2 separate regions of the Sus scrofa genome follow, and region 2 is linked to region 1. Evidence: chromatin contacts called from public Hi-C data. All regions are on one chromosome and are shown on one strand. The core of a region is the stretch at or near the end of the contact, and the rest is flanking DNA. Distances in the headings are between cores, read along the strand shown.

Evidence for each region. Hi-C and Micro-C count contacts between places; a contact is called where the count stands out from the background.
Region 2: a contact with region 1 is called in a Hi-C map of omental adipose tissue, with 2.3 times the contacts expected there. The contact joins two enhancer-like sites. A contact is called at or near these places in 1 of 5 promoter capture datasets (liver), 24 of 47 Hi-C or Micro-C datasets (adipocytes, alveolar macrophages, brain and 13 more) and 2 of 2 datasets of contacts at active chromatin or transcription factors (alveolar macrophages and skeletal muscle).

The regions. Positions count from the first base shown.
Region 1 is chr15:80,699,120-80,702,848 of Sscrofa11.1, reverse strand. No RefSeq gene overlaps it. Among named protein-coding and RNA genes, the nearest start is that of CHRNA1, 8.7 kb to the right of the region's middle. Within about 2 kb of position 1,853, at least 24 of the 83 cell types and tissues checked have an H3K27ac peak or open chromatin away from gene starts, as enhancers often do. A contact at or near this core is called in omental adipose tissue, where this site is marked.
Region 2 is chr15:80,890,498-80,894,226 of Sscrofa11.1, reverse strand. The region is part of intron 2 of CHN1 (N-chimaerin); the gene reads left to right. Among named protein-coding and RNA genes, the nearest start is that of CHN1, 35 kb to the left of the region's middle. Within about 2 kb of position 1,921, at least 13 of the 83 cell types and tissues checked have an H3K27ac peak or open chromatin away from gene starts, as enhancers often do. A contact at or near this core is called in omental adipose tissue, where this site is marked.

The sequences.
Region 1 (3,729 bases), core at 604-3,103:
CGGCAGCTGTAGCTCCAATTAGACCCCTAGCTTTGGAACCTCCATATGCCGTGGGTGCAGCCCTGAAATGACAAAAAAAAAAAAAAAAAGGAAGAAATGTCACATGACGATGATTAAGCCCAGCTTCTTTGTTCTTCCCCTTTAAGAAAACCTCTAACTCAAAGACCAAGTGGGAGTGGATGTGAAGCTTGTCACCTTCTCCTTTGCTTGGTGCCCTGACATAAACCCTTCCTTTGCTGCAAACACCTGCTGTCAGAGTTTGGCTTTCTGCACTTTGGGCACACGAGCCCTTGCTCAGTTACATTAAAATGACAAGCAAAATAGTGCTTGAATAAAATTCAGTCTTGGCTAGCCAACTTCAAAATCTAGCTAGATTAGTATGGCACTGACACATTTTAATTTGTTGTAAGACCCTCTATCACAAAAAGAAGGTAAAACTCCATAAATATTCAAGCACATCTATACTCTTTCCCACTGAACTGCAGAATACTAAATCATTCTGTCAGCTGTTCCCTAACATTCAAGCCCCAGCCTTCTAATCTGTAATTAGCTAAGTGGTCCCAAGACCAAATTACATAGTGCTTAAGAGTATGAGGCAGAGGATCACAGCGGATCTCGGCACTTGGCAGATTTACTCCACACGTTGTGGGCTGACGCTAAAGAAACCCGTTCATGCATTTATGACTTTCTAGGTTTGGGGACTAAACTAGAGCGTGCTTGGATTAGTCTCACGGGTGATATCCTCATAGGACATTCCAGTGATGTATCAGAAGCCTTTACTGAATTCTTTTTGATCCTTCAGCAAATTTTTAACTGAAAGGATTCCGAAGGCTTTACTTCTTTTGGAAAAAGGGCTGACCCCAAGATGAGTAGCTCTTTGATATGCGGCCACTTCGTAGCGAAAGGAATGTGCAAGTCTTTGTTGGAAATTTGTACAAGTGGTTAGGGGACAACTAACACCATTGTCCTAAAGGACAGGGGAAAGGAGAAGCGAGACCTGATTAAAAAACTCCAGCAGTATGTTGAAATTTCTTGTATTCTCTACTTTATCATTATTCTGAGAGCCTTGACAAGCTTTTCTTTTGGGCAGTTTTTTAGGAGAAAGGATTGTCACTCATCATTTCCACTGTGTCATGAATAATAGTAACCACCCAGCTGGACACAAGGTTTCAAAGGCTACATACAGGTGCTGATTTGATTGCGTTTCTTGCACGAATGCAATTCATTTCATTGAAAGACAGTAGAAAGATTCCACGGTGAAAAATGCCTGAGAGGTTGAAAAATAATGTTTAAGTAACCTCTTCGCCAATGCAATGATTGTTTTGAGGAAAATCATTAAAAAAAACAAAATTTAAAAATTTAAATTATCTGTGTCTCTGCTGAGCTAGATATGATAAAATACTATAATGTTAGTGCAAGTTTTTTTTTTCTAGAGTTCATTATTAATTTTATTTTTTATCATTCCTGTCACTGTGTCAACAGTGGAACATTCTTGGTCCAAATTAAAACTAATTAAAAGTTATTTAGGGAACACAAGTGCATAACAATGTTTAACAGTTAGCACCTCTCAGAATAGAAACTCAAGCAGCTGACAAAATGAAATTGAAAAACATTCATGGTTTTGACTCTTCAGAAGACAGCAAAGACTGACGTTTGCTTATGTAACCGTTATAAACCCAGGATCAGACATTGTCCAGGCTTGGACCCAGCCCGGCAGAAACATATAATTAAAACAATTCGGATCATTTCTGTGTCTTGCAAAAATGCCAATGGTAGGAGTGGGTTTTAAATCTCCAGCAAAGCTCCCTAACAACGCTGTTTGGGCTCCTCTCTCTCTGACCAGCTCTTTTGCTTCTCTCCTCGCTGATTCAGAGACCCAGCCTGAGCTTTTCTCTGTCCACTCCCTCTTTCTCTGCCCTAGTTCTTCATTTGGCATTCAACTTGGCCTCCCCAGCTTCTTCAGTTTTCCTTCGGATGGCTATGACCCAGACTCTGCCCAACAAAGAAGAGTTCAAAACACGCCCTCTGTTACAGACAGAGGGTGGGAGAAGGACATGCTCAATTTTGCATCAGATTCTTTTTTTCTTGACTTTGTGTCTATCCCAGAGAATGTGAGAAACTGTTTGCAGAAGGATTTTGTCACCAAGGCATTTCCTGAATTAATCAAGTGCTTAGACTCCGGAGCTGCAGGGGCCAAGGTCTTGCTTCAGTTCCTGCTAACCATGCTTTGTCTTACAGCACACTGCATGCTTCTACCACCAGGCACGGGTCAGAGTGAACCCCAGAATCGACATAGCTTGCAAGGCTCAGAACTTCTCTCTCCTTGTACTTTATATAGTACATAAAATCTTTCCTTTAGAAGGAGATGTTATATATATTACATATACATAATTATATATATGATTAAATATATAATAGGCATATACCATATGATTATATATAGTTATAGTTATAATTATATATAGTTATAATATGTATAAATTATATATTTATATAGTATATATCACATTATATATTTATATTATATATTTATATATAATGAGATATATATATAATTTTTTATATATATAGTGCAAAGTACAGTTTCTCTAGATGACGCAAGTTTGGGAGGGAATCAGCACCACCCCAGGCCACTTCTCCCCTCAGAGGGGTGTCTTTGAGCACAGTTGGGACCATGAGCACCGTAGTGGCCAGAGCACCGTATTTGGAATCATAAATATCTTGCCCCTGTCCTGGGAAGCTCTGCTACTCCCGCCCTAAGTGAGCTTGGATGCATGAACATACATCCACCCACTGGGTGGCTGTGGGCATGAAATGGTAGCCACCTGGGTCTCAGCAAACGGTGGTTTCCTCCTTACCACTAGACTCAAGGGGACAAAGGAGAGAGTCGAGGTGGATGGGGGACGAATGCGTTCCAGCCCCCGGAAAAAAACAGCACCAAGATGGTATGGATCCATGGTGAGTGAACAGCAACCTGTTCTGTGTTATAAGAAGCATGTCTGTAATCCAATGATTACAGATCCAATAATTCCTACAAAACTGTCAGCCTGAATTGCCTGGCACTGAGCTTGGGTGAAAAATGGTTGAATCAAAAGAAACTCATTGACCATTTCAAACGGACGGAGACAGCGGCAAAAGCAGGTCAGTTGGTGTGAAGTGGATAAAATTTCAGAGCCTGAAGAAGTCCAGATTTTCAGGTGAGTTTCATTTGACCCTTGAGCCGTCCAGTACGGATTCCTGGGAACCGTAAACTGTAAAATGGACCTTTGCGGGGCGGAGAACTTACCCCTCTGTCCCTGGAACGCATCTGAGGCCCCTACCTCCCATGTTTCTGGTGGACCTGAGCCGCCCCATCCCCTCCGCGGTCACGTCAACGACCCACTGCTGCCACCTGCTGGCCGCTGGAAGGAGGCACTCAGCGCTGGGAACAGGACGCTTCGGCTAAAAGGCTTCTGGGAGATGCCCCAAAATATAGACACAGCCTTGAGGGTTTTCTCCAAAGACGTAAGCTTGGGGGGATCCAGAACTATTCCATTGACTAAGCCACACAAGGAGGTCGACTTTTATAAAAGTACGACCCTTCATTCATGCATTATCTATGAAGTCTGTTACAAACCAGGTACCTGAGAGGCACTGGGGCGATTGTCATCCCGCATTTTACCCCCGAATGACGGGATCGGTGTGAACTTCTCCCCATGCACTGAACAAAGCTTTACATTTTTTCATTCT
Region 2 (3,729 bases), core at 672-3,171, 190 kb before region 1:
TTGGAGCTGGTGGGACTTCATTGAGCTCTAGCTGTATTCATAAAAAAGGTCCCTTGTACTGCTTTATAAATTTATTTCTTCATAAATATAACCGCTACCTATTTTCCTCTTGTGCCCCATCCCACATTTGATATTATATGTGTGTATAATTGTCATATATATGCCATCTATTGTCATATATGTATATTTATAATCTGTGTATAATTGACATGTGCATGGGGGTTGAAATCCTATCAGATAAATGTTGACTGAATCAAATTAGACAACTTTGACTCGGTATCAGATAGTCCCTTTTGTTAAACCGTTTATCATTCATCCTACAGAAATTGCTTAGTAGTTTAGGAAGTGTTCATTGAGGAGTGACAGAAAGGAATGTTATTTTTTGATGACTTAGGTTTATGGCATATAACATGTTCTGAAGAAAGTCTTTGAAAATCCTAACAGGTGACACCTACCTTTCTTTCCCTGAAAATTCCTCTCATGCCACATATCTCAGGAATCAAGTTCAAACATTTTTTTGCTAATAATAACAGCTAATTTGTCCAGCTGACTCGCCCAAGGTCAGACTCACAATTAGTAAGTGTAAGGGCTCAGATCGCCAGAGCCCTCACTTGTAACCACCACCCTGCACCGCCAGAACTGGGAGCAAAGTGAGGCGAGTCCTCATGGTCAGTGCTGCCACTCACACCAGCTTGGCAGGCAACGTGCAGTTCTTCTTCCTCCTAAGCACCCAGGGTAAAGCACGCAGGCATCTTCGTTTCTCTTGCTTGCATGATGTGTTCATACAGACACATCCCAGAACATTGTTTCAGTCATTAATTTTTTTGACCCTGTTAGATATATTATCAACTGCTCTAGAAGAAAATTGTGTTTTGTAACTGGGTTTTGAACAGCCTCAGTTGGTTCTCTACTGTCAGGCCAGAAGATCACAGAGCTCTGAGGAATCTAAAACACAAATAAATGTGTTTCATATACATATTTTCTGTTTTATGATCCAGCAAAATGTTGAGTCACTGTAGTTCTGTAAACCATATGTCAAGGCATGGACTGTGGTGGGAAGGAGGCATGATGATTGGACAACAGCCCGCTCGGCTCTGGAAAATACCAGTGAGCACAGTCATCCTCATCCAGCATTCTCTTCCTGAAACTTAGACTTTCACTTTGATGACCCCATATAGAAGAATTTGTGCTTGAGGGACTGAAGGGTTCCAGGCAAAAAATAGCATTAGGGTAATCCTGGATCACTAGGGAAGCTGTGAAAGCCCTCATAATTTTCTATTTATATGAGAAAAAGAATGTGTGTGTATATATATATGTATGTGTGTGTGTGTGTATATACATATATATATACACACACACACACATATATGTCTGGGTCACTTTGCTGTACAGCAGAAATTGACAGAACATTGTAAATCAACTATAATAAAAATCGTAAAAAATTATTTTTATATTCACTGATATGAGAAGACAGAAGAACAGAGAAAGAGCGTATCAGTTACTTATCATTCCTTGTATATTAGCATCTTTTCAGGATCTCCCTCATCCAGAATTTTGAGACTATGCTTGTAAATTCATTGTTTTCACTTGCTCTGGATTTACACATACCAAGAAGTTAAATATTCTGTTTCTGTCCTTCTATATGCGTAGCGGAGTCAGAGTTTTTCTCTGATAAGGTTATACAGCCTAATTCCTCACAGTCTCAACATTGAATATAATACATGTAGGTGGACTCTGTGACCTGACTTGATGGCCTCCCTCTCAACAGATCGGGAAAACCAGTTCTGAGATCTCACATCACTTCCTTTGCCCCAGCTTCCATTATTTGTTGGAATGGTGCATTGCTAAAACCAGGATTACTGCTCTGCCACCCACTTTATCTCTTTTTTTTCCCTTTCCAATCTTGCATCACACATTTTTAAATCATCCCTAACAAAAGTGAGTCATGGTTTAAATATTACAGGATGTAGAAACTTCAAGATTGTAGAAAGTATATCTGCATATTCTGGCAGGAATTCTCATCTTAGGAAAATTTGAAGTTGGAAAGGAATGACTGTTCTTGACCTTATAGAACTCCTTCGTAAAATGCATACTAAGTGCCTTTCTTGTCACTCATCTCATCAGGATGAGGCAGCCTCAGGGCATACCCCACTATGGGCCTGAGATAAGGCACTTCTAATGCGGTAAACACTCTATCTGGACATAAGGACCACAGAATATCCTAAACATTTCTTTGAAAATTGTACTCAATTTTGAGATACAGGGAAACCAACAGCAGCAGGAAGACTTTGAGAGCATCACGCGGAACCACAAGGGAAACCAGCTTGTCTCTGCTCTCCTTGGAAGCTGGTCTTGAAGCTCGATAGACATCCCAGGACTTTCATTGTCCGTTCTTCAGCCTAGTGGTAGTTATTGTACACTGGTGAGCTGCACTTGATGTATGTCCTCAGACATCTGATTCTGCTTTGAGACATTCTCATTTTCCTTCTGCTCACATGAACCTCCTTAGATTGCCTTTCTTCAATACCCAAGCCATGTGACTTTGTATTTTGGCTCCTTATTGCTTTGATGTTTTCTAAGTTGTTACCTGGCTTTGCACTCTTTGTCCTGCTTCTACCCCAGTGTGCCTTTATTAGTGTCAGTGATGGTTAGGAGCATGCAGTCAGGAGTCTCGTGATCTTGGCTCATGTACTGGCTCTGCTGCTCATGACTTTAAACAAATGCCTTGATCTCTTTCAAGTACTGATTCTCTTACCCATAAAATGGTGATAGTAATAACACCTGCTTTATAAGATTGTTGTGAGGCATAAATGGAGTAAGTGTCAGTATTTAACAAGAGCCTAGCACATTGTAGGTGTTCAGGGCAACAGAACTTACTTCTGTCTCCTAGTTATTGTTTTAGGCCAGTGGTTCTCAAACTCTTAAATCCCAGGACCCATTTATATATTGAACATTATTGAGGAATCTAAGGAGCATTTGTTTATGTGGGTTATATATATATACATGCATATATGTGTGTGTATATGTATATATACATATTGCCATTTACTATATTTGAAAATAAAGTGAGAAATTAAAATTTTATCAATTGATTTAAAAACAATAAACTATTACATGTTAGCAGAAGTAACATATTTTATAAAAAAATCACTAATTTTAAAGTATTACATGTTAGCAAAAGTAACATATTTTATAAAAAAATCACTAATTTTAAAGTGGGAAGAGTGGCACTCTTTTACCATTTTTTTCAGTTCTTTAATGTCTAGCTTAAAGAAGAAAGCTCATATCTGCAATCATCTGTTGTAATATGTTGTTTTGATTGGAGTGTATTAAGAAAATCTGGCCTCATACAGATAAGTAGTTGGAAAAGAGGGAAGTATTTTAATAGTCTTTTCAAGTAGTTGGATATATTCTTTGATAGGACAAGAAAACTTGACAAGTGGTAGTTTCCAAAGGTCAGTTGTAATGTTGGCTCTAAAACCATGTTAGTGAACGTTGTGTCCTCTGTTACATTAAACTCTACTGGCCTGTTCTGTATTTTGATTGAATCTTTTACCCATGTGTGATTTTGTCCTATCATGCATTTGTCTTTTCAAAAATAATTGCTCATTGAGTTATATAAGTCTTCTAAAAGTTAACATGTTTCACGAGTTCCTGTCTTGGCTCAGTGGAAACGAATCTGAGTAGTATCCATGAGGATTCAGGCCTCGCTCAGTGGGTTAAGGATCC